4 separate regions of the Zea mays genome follow, and all the other regions are linked to region 1. The links are chromatin contacts, called in public Hi-C maps. All regions are on one chromosome and are shown on one strand. Each heading gives the region's core, a stretch centred on a gene start, on an enhancer-like site or on the middle of the called end of the contact. The rest is flanking DNA. Distances are from core to core; before and after follow the strand shown.

The links. Hi-C and Micro-C count contacts between places; a contact is called where the count stands out from the background.
Region 2: a Hi-C map of ear shows a contact between it and region 1, with 2.6 times the contacts expected there. The contact joins the promoter of mbd101 here to the promoter of LOC103635676 in region 1. A contact is called at or near these places in 2 of 25 Hi-C or Micro-C datasets (ear and endosperm).
Region 3: a contact with region 1 is called in a Hi-C map of tassel, with 4 times the contacts expected there. The contact joins the promoter of LOC103635678 here to the promoter of LOC103635676 in region 1. A contact is called at or near these places in 9 of 25 Hi-C or Micro-C datasets (bundle sheath, ear, endosperm and 2 more) and 1 of 3 datasets of contacts at active chromatin or transcription factors (leaf).
Region 4: a contact with region 1 is called in a Hi-C map of leaf, with 4 times the contacts expected there. The contact joins the enhancer-like site here to the promoter of LOC103635676 in region 1. A contact is called at or near these places in 2 of 25 Hi-C or Micro-C datasets (bundle sheath and leaf).

Annotation. Positions count from the first base shown.
Region 1 is chr8:109,141,886-109,145,564 of Zm-B73-REFERENCE-NAM-5.0, forward strand. LOC103635676 (autophagy-related protein 18h) reads right to left here and starts at 1,664. Exons shown (of 10, transcript XR_557556.4): 1 at 991-1,664; 2 at 1-32. LOC103637166 (ATP synthase subunit gamma, chloroplastic) reads right to left here and starts at 3,537. Exons shown (of 1, transcript XM_008659417.1): 1 at 3,202-3,537. The coding sequence starts at 3,537. The coding sequence ends at 3,202.
Region 2 is chr8:109,390,766-109,394,444 of Zm-B73-REFERENCE-NAM-5.0, forward strand. mbd101 (methyl-binding domain 101) reads left to right here and starts at 1,927. Exons shown (of 2, transcript NM_001111702.1): 1 at 1,927-1,997. The coding sequence starts at 1,959.
Region 3 is chr8:109,317,421-109,321,099 of Zm-B73-REFERENCE-NAM-5.0, forward strand. LOC103635678 (pyruvate, phosphate dikinase 2-like) reads left to right here and starts at 1,847. Exons shown (of 18, transcript NM_001358399.1): 1 at 1,847-1,988; 2 at 2,090-2,461; 3 at 2,961-3,123; 4 at 3,212-3,447; 5 at 3,565-3,679. The coding sequence starts at 1,899.
Region 4 is chr8:109,003,179-109,006,857 of Zm-B73-REFERENCE-NAM-5.0, forward strand. No RefSeq gene overlaps it. Among protein-coding and RNA genes, the nearest start is that of LOC103635675, 24 kb to the left of the region's middle. Within about 2 kb of position 2,108, at least 16 of the 20 cell types and tissues checked have an H3K27ac peak or open chromatin away from gene starts, as enhancers often do. A contact at or near this core is called in bundle sheath and leaf, where this site is marked.

The sequences.
Region 1 (3,679 bases), core at 414-2,913:
AGCTCCAGTTTATCAAATCCAGCCCACAAAACCTGTTTATAGATGGATCATCAAGATTGCATCTGTGCATAAATTAGCAGAAACATACAGCGGCAAACATTTGTCCAATCAAAATTGTTAGTGGTGAAACTGAATTGAGCTAAGCATTAACTATACTTGGAGAAACCGACATTTTGTTGTCCAGGCAAAATTTAAGAACACTGAAGAAAAATCCAAAACAAAAAAACTGTTGCCAACAATAACAAGGCACCCATTAGCCATGTGCAGTATGAGCACAGAAAAATTCTACTGAACTACTACAAAAATGACTCCGATGTTCCACCCAAACAGCCATTTATCCCTTTAAATGCTATTTAGACGCAGCAGTGGCTAGTCGTGTCCATTTAATCAGACACTTATCCTGTTTAAATGGCAATTTAGACCATTTAAACTGTCATTTAGCCCAAATAAACAGCTACAACATAGGTGGCCAACTCCTTATTGTTTAGTGTTTGGGTGAACACTGATCTAATCTGTGCTCTCCAGCCTTTTCACTTCAGACTAGTTAAACTAAATTCATGGTCAACTCACTCAAAGCTCCATTAATTGCACTGGAATTTCGAAAGTACAAGAACATCAGCTCTACCTCGTTGGATTACTCACAGCTCCTACTGCAAAATGGCGTTTCTGAGACACGATTGCAAGGGTAACAATCCAATATTATAGTATTTTCTAGCTTTTCCTATCCAGCAGTAACATTGTTAATGGTCAACTCACTTGAAGAGCGAGTAATTGCTACTAGTACGATGAATCTACTGGAACAAAGGAAGTGCGTCCAGGCACTACCCAAACCTACCACTGCAGAATGCACAATTGACAATTGAGTACACAATTGCAAGCATAGAACTGAAGTTAGCAAACCCCATCGCCCACAGTCATCTGCACTAGCAGCGTAAAAATGAAAACAAAAAAATGTTTGAAGACGAGGAGGGCAGGGGCGGGGCAGTGAACCTGGTCCTTCTCGTCCTCGGAAGGGGAGGAGATGGAGGCGGCGACGGAGGCGCCCGCCGAGCGCACGGTAGACGCGACGGAGCCAGCGTTGGAGGTCACCGTCTTGAGGCAGGACGATATGATCCGCAGCGAGCTCGGCAGCAACCCATTCCTTGCCCCCTTCCCCCGCTTCATCCCTACCCGCCGCTCCCTCCCCTCCTCCCCAGCGCGGAGACCAGCGCAAGCACCCGCTCCGACTCTGGCTTCCCCACCGCCACCGCTCCTACAACCCACGCCCCGCGACCCCGCCGCTGCCCATCCACGATCGCCGCCTCCGGCGCCGGCGAAACCCAATACCATCCGAGTGCCGCCTCCCAGCTCCCGCCGATCCCCTCCGCCGCCGCGATCCGCAGACTCAGATTGCCACCATATCCCTCCTTCCTTCGCTTGCCCACCTCGCCGCTCGTTGTCCCCTTCCCCTCCGACGCCGACCAGAACCAGAACCAACAACTCCCTGGCTTCACCCTTTTCCCTTCTCTCTCTACTTGCTGTTGCTTTCGTGTGTCTATCTCCCTCCCTCCCCTTTTAATCCCACCCGGTTTTCCTCTCCCCAGCTGGCTTCGCGTCCCCGGAACAAGCTCTCTGCCACCCTGGGTCCACTGCCTATCCGCGAGTGGGCAAGCCTTTCCTCGGGTGCTCGTGGCGAGGGCACGGGGATGGGAGCTTGCACGCAAGGGGAATATGGGGCATAGATCCCTTGCCAAGCGGGCATCCTCGACGTTGGCGAGCGGCGAGCGAGCGAGCGTGCGTGCGTGGGGAACGGTCTGTTTATCCGCTCGTTCCTTGCGAAAACGAGCTTTGGGAAAGGGGTTTATGCTTTGATTTGCTGATTTGCATGTTTGATCGTTGTTAGAGCAACTCCAATAAATCTCGATATCTAATGCCTACTAGTCGGTTAACTGTGCGTTGCGACGGCTTACAACAATACCCACGTAAATTATTCACAAAAAAATTCTCAAGATTTTTTATTAATTGTCTCCGCTTTTTACATAATATTTTTTATTAACGCACGAGTACCGTAGTCAGCAAATCAGAGACCTCCATCCCTTGCCTCCCCCACTTCCAAGGTTTCGTAGAGCAGGAGGGGAAGAGAAGAGACGGACATACTCGGAGAATGACACGACAAAGACCAGGGCATCTAGAGAGACGATATAGGTAGTATATCACTAGATATATAAGAAGAGAGCACGCAAGCTTAGAAAGAAGCCCGGCCGGAGCACAGGGTCGGTCCTCAGGTTTCATGGACCCGGAGCGAAACAAAAAAATTTGGGCCTTTAAGGCTATATATATATATATATATATATATATATATATATATATATATATATATATATATATATATATATATATATATATATATATATATATATATATATATATATATATATATATATTCAATTTTTTTCTAATTAAATAACAAAATTTTGAATGATAAAAGTCTAATATATCAAAACAACTTCAAATCTCTACTACTACTTAAGTTATTAGTGTAGGCGTCCACATTTTTTTTTGGCGCACGGTTCTGCCGGCGCCCCCGCTCTCCGCTCTCTCGCCCGCCATCATGGAAGGAGAATTTGGAAGGTCCACGTGGTTCCAAGGAACTCTCCTCTTTGCTGTCTCTCTCGCCCACCATCTGCGCGCTCTCTGGCCGCCATCTCTGCGCCCCGCTCTCTTCTCTGCTCGCCGTCGGACCCAGCGCGATCCACTCGCCAAAATCTTCTGCGCGATGCACCGCTCCCCCCTCCACCTCCGCACCATGGCGCGATGCAGGCTGGTACGTGGCCAGCATCCGGCAATCCCCACGCTCTGGATCTGGGAACGAGCAATCAGCGCCTCCATCCGCAATCAGCGTCTTCCCCCAGCCGTAGCCTTCGCCTCCACTCGCCCCGACGCCCCCGCCCCCGCAATCAGCGCCTTCGCCTCCACAAGATTGGACCAGAATCTAACATGGAGAGCGGAATCCCCACCGCAATCAGCGTTCGCTTCCACTCGCCCCGACGCCCCCCGTCTTCCCCCAGCCGCAGCCTTCGCCTCGACAGAGGACGCACGACCGTTGCGCCCGCCCTGCTCGCGGTGACCCCCTCCCTCCCACCGATAGTCGTCGCCGCACCCAGATCCATTTTCCCCAACCCTCCACGTCCTTCTCCAAGAAACAAAGCGACGATAGCCGTGTCAACGAGATCGACCCAGCAGCAGGATCGATCTGCGGGAGAGGTTCTTGTGGAGCTTGATGGCATTGTCGGTGGCGCTGCTCATGGCGCTCATCCGGGCGGTGAGCTCGCTAGCGAGCGACTCCTGCAGGGCACGGAGGAGCTGGCTATTGAGGTAGAGCGGGAGCAGCGTGTCTAGGATCTGCACGGGGTCCTGCTCGAACTGCACCACGGGGGAGAAGTGCTGCATCTCGATCTTCACCTTCTCGCGCTCCACGGTGAACTTCCCCTCCTTGGTGGTGAGGCGGAAGAGCTCGTCCTCGGTGGCGTCCACGTAGACGGCGGCGCCGGTGGCTCCGCGAGGATGGCCGCCGCGGCGGGGGAGGAGGCGCTGTCTAGCGCCACCAAGCAGAAGGTGGTGGCGGCGAAGCAGTACATCGAGAACCACTACAAGTCGCAGATGAAGTCGCTTCAGGAGCGCAAGGAGAGGTCAGTCCACT
Region 2 (3,679 bases), core at 677-3,176, 250 kb after region 1:
AGAGGTGTCAGGCCACCTTTGCGTTAAATGCACCTGCAATTTGGTCAGTCGGTGTGGTGATTTAGTCAAGGTTGCTTCTGAGCGAAGCCAAGGCCTTGGGCAAGCCGGTGATGTGTCCGCCATAAAAAGGGGGCCTCGGGCGAGACAGAAGTCTCTCGAGGTCGGCTGCCTTCGGCCGAGGCTAGGCTCGGGTGAAGCGTGATCGAGTCACTCGTATGGACTGATCCCTGACTTAATCGTGCCCATCAGGCCTTTGCAGCTTTATGCTGATGGGGGTTACCAGCTGAGAATTAGGCGTCTTGAGGGTACCCCTAATTATGGTCCCCGACAAACCCATACAAAATACAAGCTCCATATTCCTCAGTCTTGACTAGGTATGGCAATAGGGAATTTCCCATCGAGGAATAGCTCCCCGTCCTCGTGATGAAAATTTTTTCCTCGAGGGAAACCCATGAACGTTTGCGGGGATATTTGTTTCCCATCCTCATACCCCATGGGGATAAATCCTCGACGAAGATCCCCTCCCCGCTTAAATTATAATCATATGCCATTTGTTATTAATACAAAACATTGTCACTTATACATATTGTCAATGAAAAACATTATGTGTACATCAAAATGAACACATTTTGCATAATGAGTGGTCTCTTGACAAGGTAATTTTTTATTTTTATCATTAACTATTACACGAAAACATTGTCACGTGTAAGTTTAATAGATCCCTGCGGGAATGAGGATAGGAAATGTTTCCCTATCCCCGTCCCCGTTTATCTATCGAGGGAGATTTTTTCCTGTTTACATCCCTATGGGGGAAGAAACTTCTCCATCCCCATATCCTAAGGGATTTTTTGAGCAAGGATACCAAAGGTGATTAGAGAGGCTAAAATCATCTTGCTATTTAAAAATAATGAATTGCCTACAATGTCGGTGTTTGGTCCCGACGACACACTACAGGATACCGCATAGTGCTTTTGGGAGGATGGCGAGACCAATCGTAGCTCGATGGTTTGTTTAGGGCACGACAGAACACATAGAATTATAAAGGTTTGGGCCGCTTGTGCGTGTAATACCCTACACCCTGTGAGTTTGTGGAGTTGTATTGCACAATGTTCTTAGTTACAAAGAGTTCTCGAGCTAGAAGATGACTATGCCTATTGATGTGTCTCTGTTTTCGTAGGAGCTCCCTCTCTGCCTTATTCTCGATAGAAGAGGAGTTACACACACGATGCGCCGAACGTTCAGTCCCCCGCGTCTACGAGATTGGTGCTGACTTGTCCGGAAGTCAGCGAGTCTTCAGGGAATTCACACGTCCTCTGCACGCGTGATTGGTATCCCGCACTGGCTTCGCACGAGCCTGGCCCGCGGGAAACGTGGGAAAGCTGCGTTTACACGCATGTAGGCAAGCAAGCCAAAATGAGCCAATGGCTGCAGGCGCGGGTGTAGGCTCCAACCCACCAATCGAATACCCGCTGCACACGGTCCACGGGACGACGCGAGCTTGGACGTAGCTAGGGGTGGTAATTGATAATGGATCGCGATCCAAATGATTCTTTACAAAATAATAACGCTATAAATAATTTTTAGTTTAAAAATGAGTAGAAATAGAGTTTATTCTAATCCAATCTGATTTTTAAATTTTATAGTGTAGAATTTAGAGACTATTCTCATGCACCTATGCAATGAACCGATCACGTGATGCATGCGCGAAATTTGACCTAGGAGTTTATAGTACGCTTCTGATCACACACATCCTGTGAAAGCTACGCCCCAAGTTTATCCGGGGGTTTTCTGCGGCCCATAGAACAATCCGAGTCATGGTAAGAAATTGGGAATCAGGCCCATTGTCGATCTCTAGTTGACGACCAGGCCCTCCGCAGTCCTCCTCTCACAAACAGATACAGCCCGTCCATTCCCCAATCCCCGTGTCGCCTGTGCCCCTCTGCCACCTCGCCGTCGGCATGACAACAGGGTCGACCCCGGGTTCGGCCCCCTCTCAGGTTTGCACTTCTTCGCGCTCTTCCTCACAGATCGATGGCACCTTGTTTTGTGGATTGATATGCGCTGTAGCTTTGGCCCCTTCTTGCCCTGGCGGCCTGCGTCGTTGATGTGGGTACTTCGTTTTGTGCCAGATACATCATTATCAGGTGTTGACTTTGTTGGATATAGTAGTGGCTCTATTAACCACTTGGTTCATCGGTTGCATCTGGTTATTTTGTTTCGAAAGGTTTGTGTCCGCGCTAGATTGTAGTGCTAGTATGCATGCTTGATTTTTGATACGGAAAATATTGCGTGCAATTTTAGTTCCAGACATTGGGGATTAGGGTTGGGTCGATTCACACATAGGTTCTCCCGCAAATCCATTTTGATAAAAAGAAAGGGATTTGCTAAAATTCATATGCCTGAATTCTAGTTTTTTTAGACGACGGTTATTGCATATATTTTATATACTAAAATTACAGTTTCGAGAATAAAAAACCAATTAGACAAAATCACAAACCCAATAAAATCTGATCCGTGTTGACACAAAGACAGCTAACAACTATTTTTATAGTCAAACAAAGACAAAAATTCGATACGTTATGATACAAAGATAAATCATAAGAAAATAATTTACCTCTACTAGTTAGTTGTACAAAAATGTTGCATGATGTCATCTAAAAAATCAGGCACCTGAAATATTGGGAAAATGGAAAAGAAAGTATCTTAAATTGATTCTAAAGCACCCATCGTTTGCTCTTTGAGTCTTGTATATGCTTTCATGTCATGCACGGTTTTTATCAGGTGAATCAATGCAAACGCGAAATTTGTCTTTGAGTTCTTGAAATGTTTTACATGTATTATTACAGAAGTTGCTGGTGTGCTGTTATGCTTTGGTTCAGATTTTAGGTGTAAATGTCTAAGTTTATTGCTAGTAACCAGAAGGGAGGAATTTAAGAGAACAAAACAATCATTTGCCATTATTAGAATCCAAGTTGTTGGACAGGGATAGTCGCCTATGATTTGTGTGTATTGATAGGACCCCAAGGGGCAACATATATAGGCAGACAGGAGGGGAGGAAACCCTAGGGCTGCCGCCTACAGGAGGGTGGCGGCAAGACAGGGGGAAAAACCTCCCAGCAGAGGTGGCGCAACACCTATGGGCCGGGCCTGTACATACGCAAATGACAGCCCGACCCCCCACACACATAAGGCCTATACAAATATTCTAAACCCCCCCCCCCCCCCCCCCCCCCCCGTGCAGTCCCAACTCTAGCCACGACAGATGTTGAGACTGGATCTAAAGTCGGTGAAGATCGAGGACGACATGCCTTTAGTGAAAATGTCAGCAAACTAAGATGTCGTCGGAAGACGAACATCCCCAATGGCGACCTTGTCGCGAACAAAGTGAAGATCAATCTCAATATGCTTTGTACGCTGGTGCTGAACCGGGTTAGAGGACATGTAGACGGCACTAACATTGTCATAATAGACCAAGCTCCTGCGAGTCAAAGGAGAATGTAGTTCCATCAAGAGCTGCCGCAACTAGGAAGCTTCTGCAACACCATTAGCCACAGCCCGATACTCAACCTCGTCACTCGAACGAGAGACTGTGTTTTGACGCTTGGAGGACCATGACACAAGATTGTCACCCAGGAAGATTGCATAGCTTGAAGTAGACCGGCGAGTGTCAGGGCAGCCT
Region 3 (3,679 bases), core at 597-3,096, 180 kb after region 1:
AAAAGACGGTATAATTAAAATATACTAGAAGGGGGGAAAATAATGGTCCTTGCCTGCATCTAGGGCGTGTAGTTAAGGATCTATTTGTTTCAGCTTATAGATTATATAATCTGGATTATAATCTAAATTATATAATCTAGATTATAATCTAGACATATTATAATTTATATGTAGTTGTTTAGTAGTCTAGATTATATAAATATAGACAGGGGCGGACCCAGCGGGTGGTCCATATGGTCCACGGCACATCCTAAAATCAAAGTGTAGTTAGCATAGTGGTGTAAGTGCTATATTTTAAACTTGGTGGTCAAGGTTCGAGTCTTGTTGATCCTTATTTTTTGTTTGTTTTTTTAATTTTTTTTTCTTGGCACACCCTAAATATAGTAGCTGGGTCCGCCACTGAATATAGACTATTCATAAAGACAATAATATCCTTGTTTGTTTATTTGAGGTGAGAAAAGAAGGATAACATATATTATAATTTCTATTTAAGTGGGTATTTTGTCAAAATAATCTCAAATAAGCTACTCTTGAGGAGATTATGAGATTATCATAATCTAGACTTTAGATTATATAATATGAACTCATAATATATGTGCTTGTTTACCTATTAGATTATTTGTGCTGGATTATATAATTTAGAGAGATTATAATTCGAAACAAATAACGCCTAAGTTTCGATCCCATCGTCCGAGGCTACTGATACGATCGACGAATAAAAAAAAAGAGGAGATTTCTAACAAGCTCTACTGATCGATCAACTAACTATTCAACTAGCCTTCCATCGTCGTCCGAGAGCACTCGACTACTCGAGCAAGCGACCAACGACGACGCGGCGTCGTCGTCCTTCTGAAACAGAAAGCGCGCGCCGCGTCTGCGTCTGCGTCTGCGTCTGCGTCTGCGTCTGCGTCTGCGCCTGCGCGCGTACCGCGCGTCACGCATGCGTGCGGCTGACACGACAGCGTGAGTCACACACAGAAGCGGCGCTTGGACGGACGCTAGCAGCCAGCGTGAGCAATTCATCAGTTTTCAGTTTTTCTTTTCTTTTTTCTTTCTTTCTCTGGCTGGATGCACACCAGGTATGGTAACCAGGGTTGGGCCTTGGCAGGCCATGCATTTACTGACCAGTACTCAAGCTTCAGTTAGCGCTTCTCTAGCTTCATTGACCGATCGAGAGCCTACCTGCATGAGGCAAAACATCCTTGATGCCATTATATAGATGGCAGAAATGCATGCTAATTTTGCTCCTCAAGATAGAAGACGACGCTCACGCTAATTTCGCATTAGTAGATTACCAATCTTCTTACACTCGATCACAAGCTATTTGTTAAAATATTTATTACCCGTGTGTATCTATGCTTTTGAAGCGGCTTGGTAGACTGACAACCACAGCCACGCACACATTGCATCTGTTCACGAAGGCAAGCAACACACGCACGCACACATTGCATCGACGAAACAGAAAGGGAGGGGGGCACTAGGGGCGAGGCAGTGGCAGTGACGCGGGGTGAGGTTACCGGGCGTCCGGATATGCATCCGGTTAGCTGGGTGCGTACGTGTAAAAGCCCATCCGAGCATGGATTTTTGCCCAACCGATTTTGTGCCCGAACGCTTCTTCGCCTATTTTATTTGTTTTTTATATATACCAGGGGCTTCCCCTGGGTTTGTGAAAAATAAAAAATAAAAAAAAGTGTTGCGTACGTACATGCTTGCATGATTTGGGCTCCCGCCTGTCAGTGTCACATCATCAGACACGAGCGCGGGGCCGGCTGCCTACTGCCTACTGCCGCTGCTATAAATAGAGCCCGGCGCAGGCCCTGCTGCTTCGTCATCAGCCACAGCGCCCGTTGTTGTATCTTGTCACTGATCAGTGTTGTTTGCTTTGCTTTGCCGTGCTAATGGCGCCCGCTCCATGTGGCCGTTCGTCGCAGAGGGTGTTCCACTTCGGCAAGGGCAAGAGCGAGGGCAACAAGAACATGAAGGAGCTGGTGAGAGGGTCCTTCTTCTGTATTCAATTCGCTTGCTTTGCTACTGCATGTATGCATATGTATGCACGCTGATGATGAATACTACTACTACGTACATGCAGCTGGGCGGCAAGGGCGCGAACCTGGCGGAGATGGCGAGCATCGGGCTGTCGGTGCCGCCGGGGTTCACGGTGTCGACGGAGGCGTGCCAGCAGTACCAGGAGGCCGGGCGCGCCCTCCCGCCGGGGCTCTGGGCGGAGGTCCTCGACGGCCTGCGGTGGGTGGAGGAGTACATGGGCGCCGCCCTCGGCGACCCGCGGCGCCCGCTCCTGCTCTCCGTCCGCTCCGGCGCCGCGGTGTCCATGCCCGGGATGATGGACACGGTGCTCAACCTGGGGCTCAACGACCAAGTGGCAGCCGGGCTGGCGGCCAAGAGCGGGGACCGCTTCGCCTACGACTCCTTCCGCCGCTTCCTCGACATGTTCGGCAACGTCGTGAGTACTAACTAGTATTCTACTCCTAGCTCCCTCCAACCTGATCGGTCCACCAAGGCTGGAGTTCTTTTTTTTTCTTTGTCTGTTTGCTAATTGCTAGCTATAGACCAGGGTATGTGGCCAGCCGCTTTCCCTTGGGCTAAACGAACGTGGCTGGTTTTTACTATTATTTTTTATAAACTTCATATATATAAAAACTAAACGACTTTAACAGTTCCATTACCTGAGGAACGAACGAACATGTTTCTGTCACACAGACGCAAATCGCCATCGGTGAGGTAAAAACAAAACAAATTAAAAGGTGGGCATAGTTTCGTCAGGTCAGAACCCAAGAGGCAGAATTCACGTAGACGTCCTTGTCAGATTTTGGAGCCCACGTCGTTAAACTTGGTTTGTCGGACTGGAGGAAACACACAATCGATCCCACCACCGGCCACCGCAGAGTGAAAACACATCAGATTTTCTTATCGGATCCTTTTTTATTTACTTACCACACCAGGTGATGGACATCCCCCACGCGCTGTTCGAAGAGAAGCTTGAAGCCATGAAGAAAGCCAAGGGGCTGAAGAACGACACCGACCTCACCGCCACCGACCTCAAAGAGCTGGTGAGCCAGTACAAGAACGTCTACGTGGAGGCTAAGGGAGAGCCATTCCCCTCAGGTGCAGTGTGTGTGTGTGTGTGTTCCATTAATTCCATGCATATCCTCAGTCACCCAGCGACCTGACACACTGAAGCTCCCTGCTGCAGACCCCAAGAGGCAGCTGGAGTTGGCAGTGCTGGCCGTGTTCGACTCGTGGGAGAGCCCGAGGGCAAAGAAGTACAGGAGCATCAACCAGATCACCGGCCTCAGAGGCACCGCCGTGAACGTGCAGTGCATGGTGTTCGGCAACATGGGGAACACCTCTGGCACCGGCGTGCTCTTCACTAGGAACCCCAACACCGGAGAGAAGAAGCTGTACGGCGAGTTCCTGGTGAATGCTCAGGTGTGTGTGTATGTGACCTCAGGCTTCCATTGCATTGCTCTCCCCTGTTAAAGATGCTGTGGAGTGTATTAGCTTACATGTGAAATATATTATTCTGTTTCCCTACTATATATTCAGGGCGAGGATGTGGTTGCTGGAATCAGAACCCCGGAGGATCTTGATGCCATGAAGGACGTTATGCCACAGGCCTACAAAGAGCTAGTCGAGAACTGCAGGATACTGGAGAGCCACT
Region 4 (3,679 bases), core at 858-3,357, 140 kb before region 1:
AGTCCATTAACTGGGGTGCTGGGTAGCGGATCGGACTGATTGATCGCAATCACTAGCGTTGCGGTCACTCCCGTGCCCAATTTAGTAACTATATCTACCTGTAGCTGTATGTAATTCAGAAAAAAAACATCAGCTTCAGCTCTAATGCTTTTTTCGCCACAAATTCGAGTGAGCCTTTGACGATTGTCGCTCCGTGGTCACTCGGCACAAACTTTGTCACTGTTACCTAGCTAGTGCCATGACTGTGATTTTTTTTTTGTCGAGTACCAGATACTCGACAAAAAAAATGTTAATAATATACAGTTCAACGAGATTTATTTACCGAACGTCACACTTGATAAAACATTCGTCGAATGTTTACAGGTTTTGTCGAGTGTTTTAGGCACTCGACAAAGAGTTGATTTAGCTGTGTGCGTGGTCAACAACAGCACCCGCGGTCCCTATCCTCGCGTCAGGCGGGCCTCACGTAGTGGGTCGTCGACGGAAAATCCCTCGCCTTCTTGTCCTCTTGTACCGCCGGCGTCTGCCGGGTCATCGACGCGTCCTTGTACATAGCTAGCGATCTTCTTCTAGTTCCAAGCTCTACAGACAGTAGTCATTCATAGGGGGATCGGAGCCGTACGGTGGTGGACGACGACGTTTCGCTGGAATGCTCGTACGCGCGTGCCGGTGACGAAGACACGAACCCCAAGCCGGCCGCCACAAGGACACATCACGTATTATATTCACGTACGCGCGGGACGAGTGGACAGGCATCCACCAAGGGTCACTACTGCCTCTCCCAGCTGTCTCGCTCCGCAGGACCATAGCATCGACGAGCATGGGCGTACAGCGGCCGGTCCGGCGCTGGCACCACAACAGTTGTCGACCAGCTGCGTCTGCGTCTGCGTGCTACACGAGACACGAGTGCACGAACACGACTAGCGCATGCTGCGGCTAGGGGTGGAAACGGATCGAATACGCACGGATACGAATACGAATGTCATAGTTTACCATATTTTTGTTCGAATTCGGATACGAATACAAAACGGATAGTCGAATTCGAATTTTTATTCAGATATTTACTCAATTCAACTCAAACATCATATTCTGAAATTTAACATATGTATATGTGTATTTAATTTAAGTATAAGTTTATAGATAGTCAAAACAAACTTAAAATAAAATAGATTTCTTGTGATCCTTCATATCCAAGTCAACAAAACTATATAAATAATATTTTTAAACTATCGAAGCATGTAACAAAAGATAAACAACAGCACGTGATATTTAATAAGTGACATTTGTACAAATACAAGTAAATTAGAATTGATATAAAAAAGTAAATGTACCAATAAAAACAAATTTTCCGTTCTAAAATGAATGAATGTCCTATATAAATGTGTATACCAAAACTTAAATGAAAACATTAAGAAATTTATCTTTATATTGTAAGTGGAGAGTGATAGTTGAATGTTTATAGAACTTTATTGAGATGTGTTCACTATATAGATAAAGTTGAGAGTTATAATTAAATGTTTATGAAACCTGTTGGATTTTAGTATTGAATATCACTAGAAATATAAGGTTGATATATTTATTTATATATCATATAAATAATTTTTAATATCTAAAATGATATGTATCATTTTTTCAGTATATTATTAATCTTAAAATCAATTTTAATTAGTAATTAGTGATAAAGTTAAGTTTTAAAAGGTTTCATGAAACATATTTTTTTCACGGATACGGATAGTATCGAATGTTTTATGGTTTTTTCGAATACGAATATGGAATCGGATAGAGAAAAGTACTATAAATCGAATTCGAATACATCCATTTGACATCTATATTGAAATCGAATACGGATACGAATAATCGAATATCCATATTAGCAGTTTTAGCGAATACAAATACGGATAATTCGAATATCCAGACATCTATTTCCAGCCCTAGCTGCGGCGTTCGGCAATCGGGGGATCAGTTTCTAGCACCTACGCCTACCTAACATTTCCATACCATTATGGCAAGAAGCGTCGTCGGGTCGGGGGTGCTAGAGCTAGCTACTAGCACCGCATTCAGTTCACGTGGCCATGCATACGGGGGGTGGTGTGGTGGTCCACGCTCTCGCCGTCCGACACGGACTACACGCAGCGGTTGTGATCACGTACGGGCCCGGTGCACAGCCTCTACATATCAACGTCCACTGCTACGAATTATTCACCGAAATTTTTTTATTGATTGGTAGCACCGTGTTCTTTTATTGATTGGTACTAGCTAGAAGCTTGCCCAAGACAATTTTCTTCCTTAAAGCTGTTCTAAGCTCTTTTGCTGATCAAAACATTTGCCTTTCTTCTGCTACTTGCTCTTTGGCCAAAGCCTCTTGCAAGGAGTCCACCCCACTTCTCTCTATTATATATATTGCAAGAGCTTCCTTGCAAGCAATATAATATACATCTTTTTCTTGCTCATAGAGATCATCATCTCTATTTGCTAGTTTGGTTTGGACAAAATCTAAATCCTCCACTAGCTTGGTGGTGAATAACTTGGTCTTTGGATCCAATTTTTTTAATTATGTTATCATATTCTTCATCACTAGATCCATCATTACCAGATCTATCACTAAGTTCACTAGAGACGACATCGCTAGGAGATGGAAGAGGTTAAGCCTTTAATTTTACCTTCTCACCTTGACTCGCCACAATTGCAATTGTCTCATCCTTTTCACTTGATTCTTTAGTTGACTCCCACTCATTCCCAATGTGTGACTCTCCCATAGGCTTGTATCCCTTATTGTGCCCATGCTTGATCTCTGAAATGAACGTGGATGCCTAGAGGGTGAATTAGGACTTCCTATTTATCGCTCTAAACTAGGCCTCTAATTTAATCTCTTAAACAAAACCTATACGGATAACCAAGAAAGCTAGTGCAATAAAGATTATGTCTAAGTGTTGCTATCTCTACCGCAAAATGAGTTATGCAACCTAAGTTTCAGTTCTACCAAGTAGCCTATGATCTAAGATAGGAATGGTAAAGCACATAACTAAAGGAATAAATATAAATGCAGAAGCTTAAGTAAGGTAGCACATTGAAGTGCCGATATTTTTATCGAAATATCAAGAACCATGTAAGGTTCTTATTAATCCTCGTTGGTGCCCCTACACAAAGGTGAAATGATCATGACGCCCAAGAGGGGGTGATGTTGGGGACAGATATCCCTCGGGTCCACTAGAAGGCTAGAAGACCTCGCGAAAGGCCTTGGGCCCATTGTTTCGCAAGGCCATCCATTCGTGGGTCTGGGGAGGAATGTCTGGCAGAATGAATCGACGCAAGATTGGATCAACTCGAGTCCAGGCGGCCCAATGAATTCAAGCATTATCCACATCAGTGATTTGTTTCTCCTGCGCTGCGGCCTCAAGCGTCGGAGCTAAATGATGATAAGTCGGTAGAATAATAGGAAGATAAGCTCAGTCGGTTCACTATTACTTAGGCGCATGTTGTTATCATATCCGCATGTAACGCCCTATGGTCGAGTATATAAGGCCTAGGGGGCACCCCCTCAAACACAACTCACTCATTAGCCATCTACTCAGCTCTCTAGCATCTCTGGTACTAGAGAACTCCCCTGTAACCCACCACATAAAAGATCCACACCAGGACATAGGGTATTACGCATCTCAAAGCGGCCCGAACCTGTACA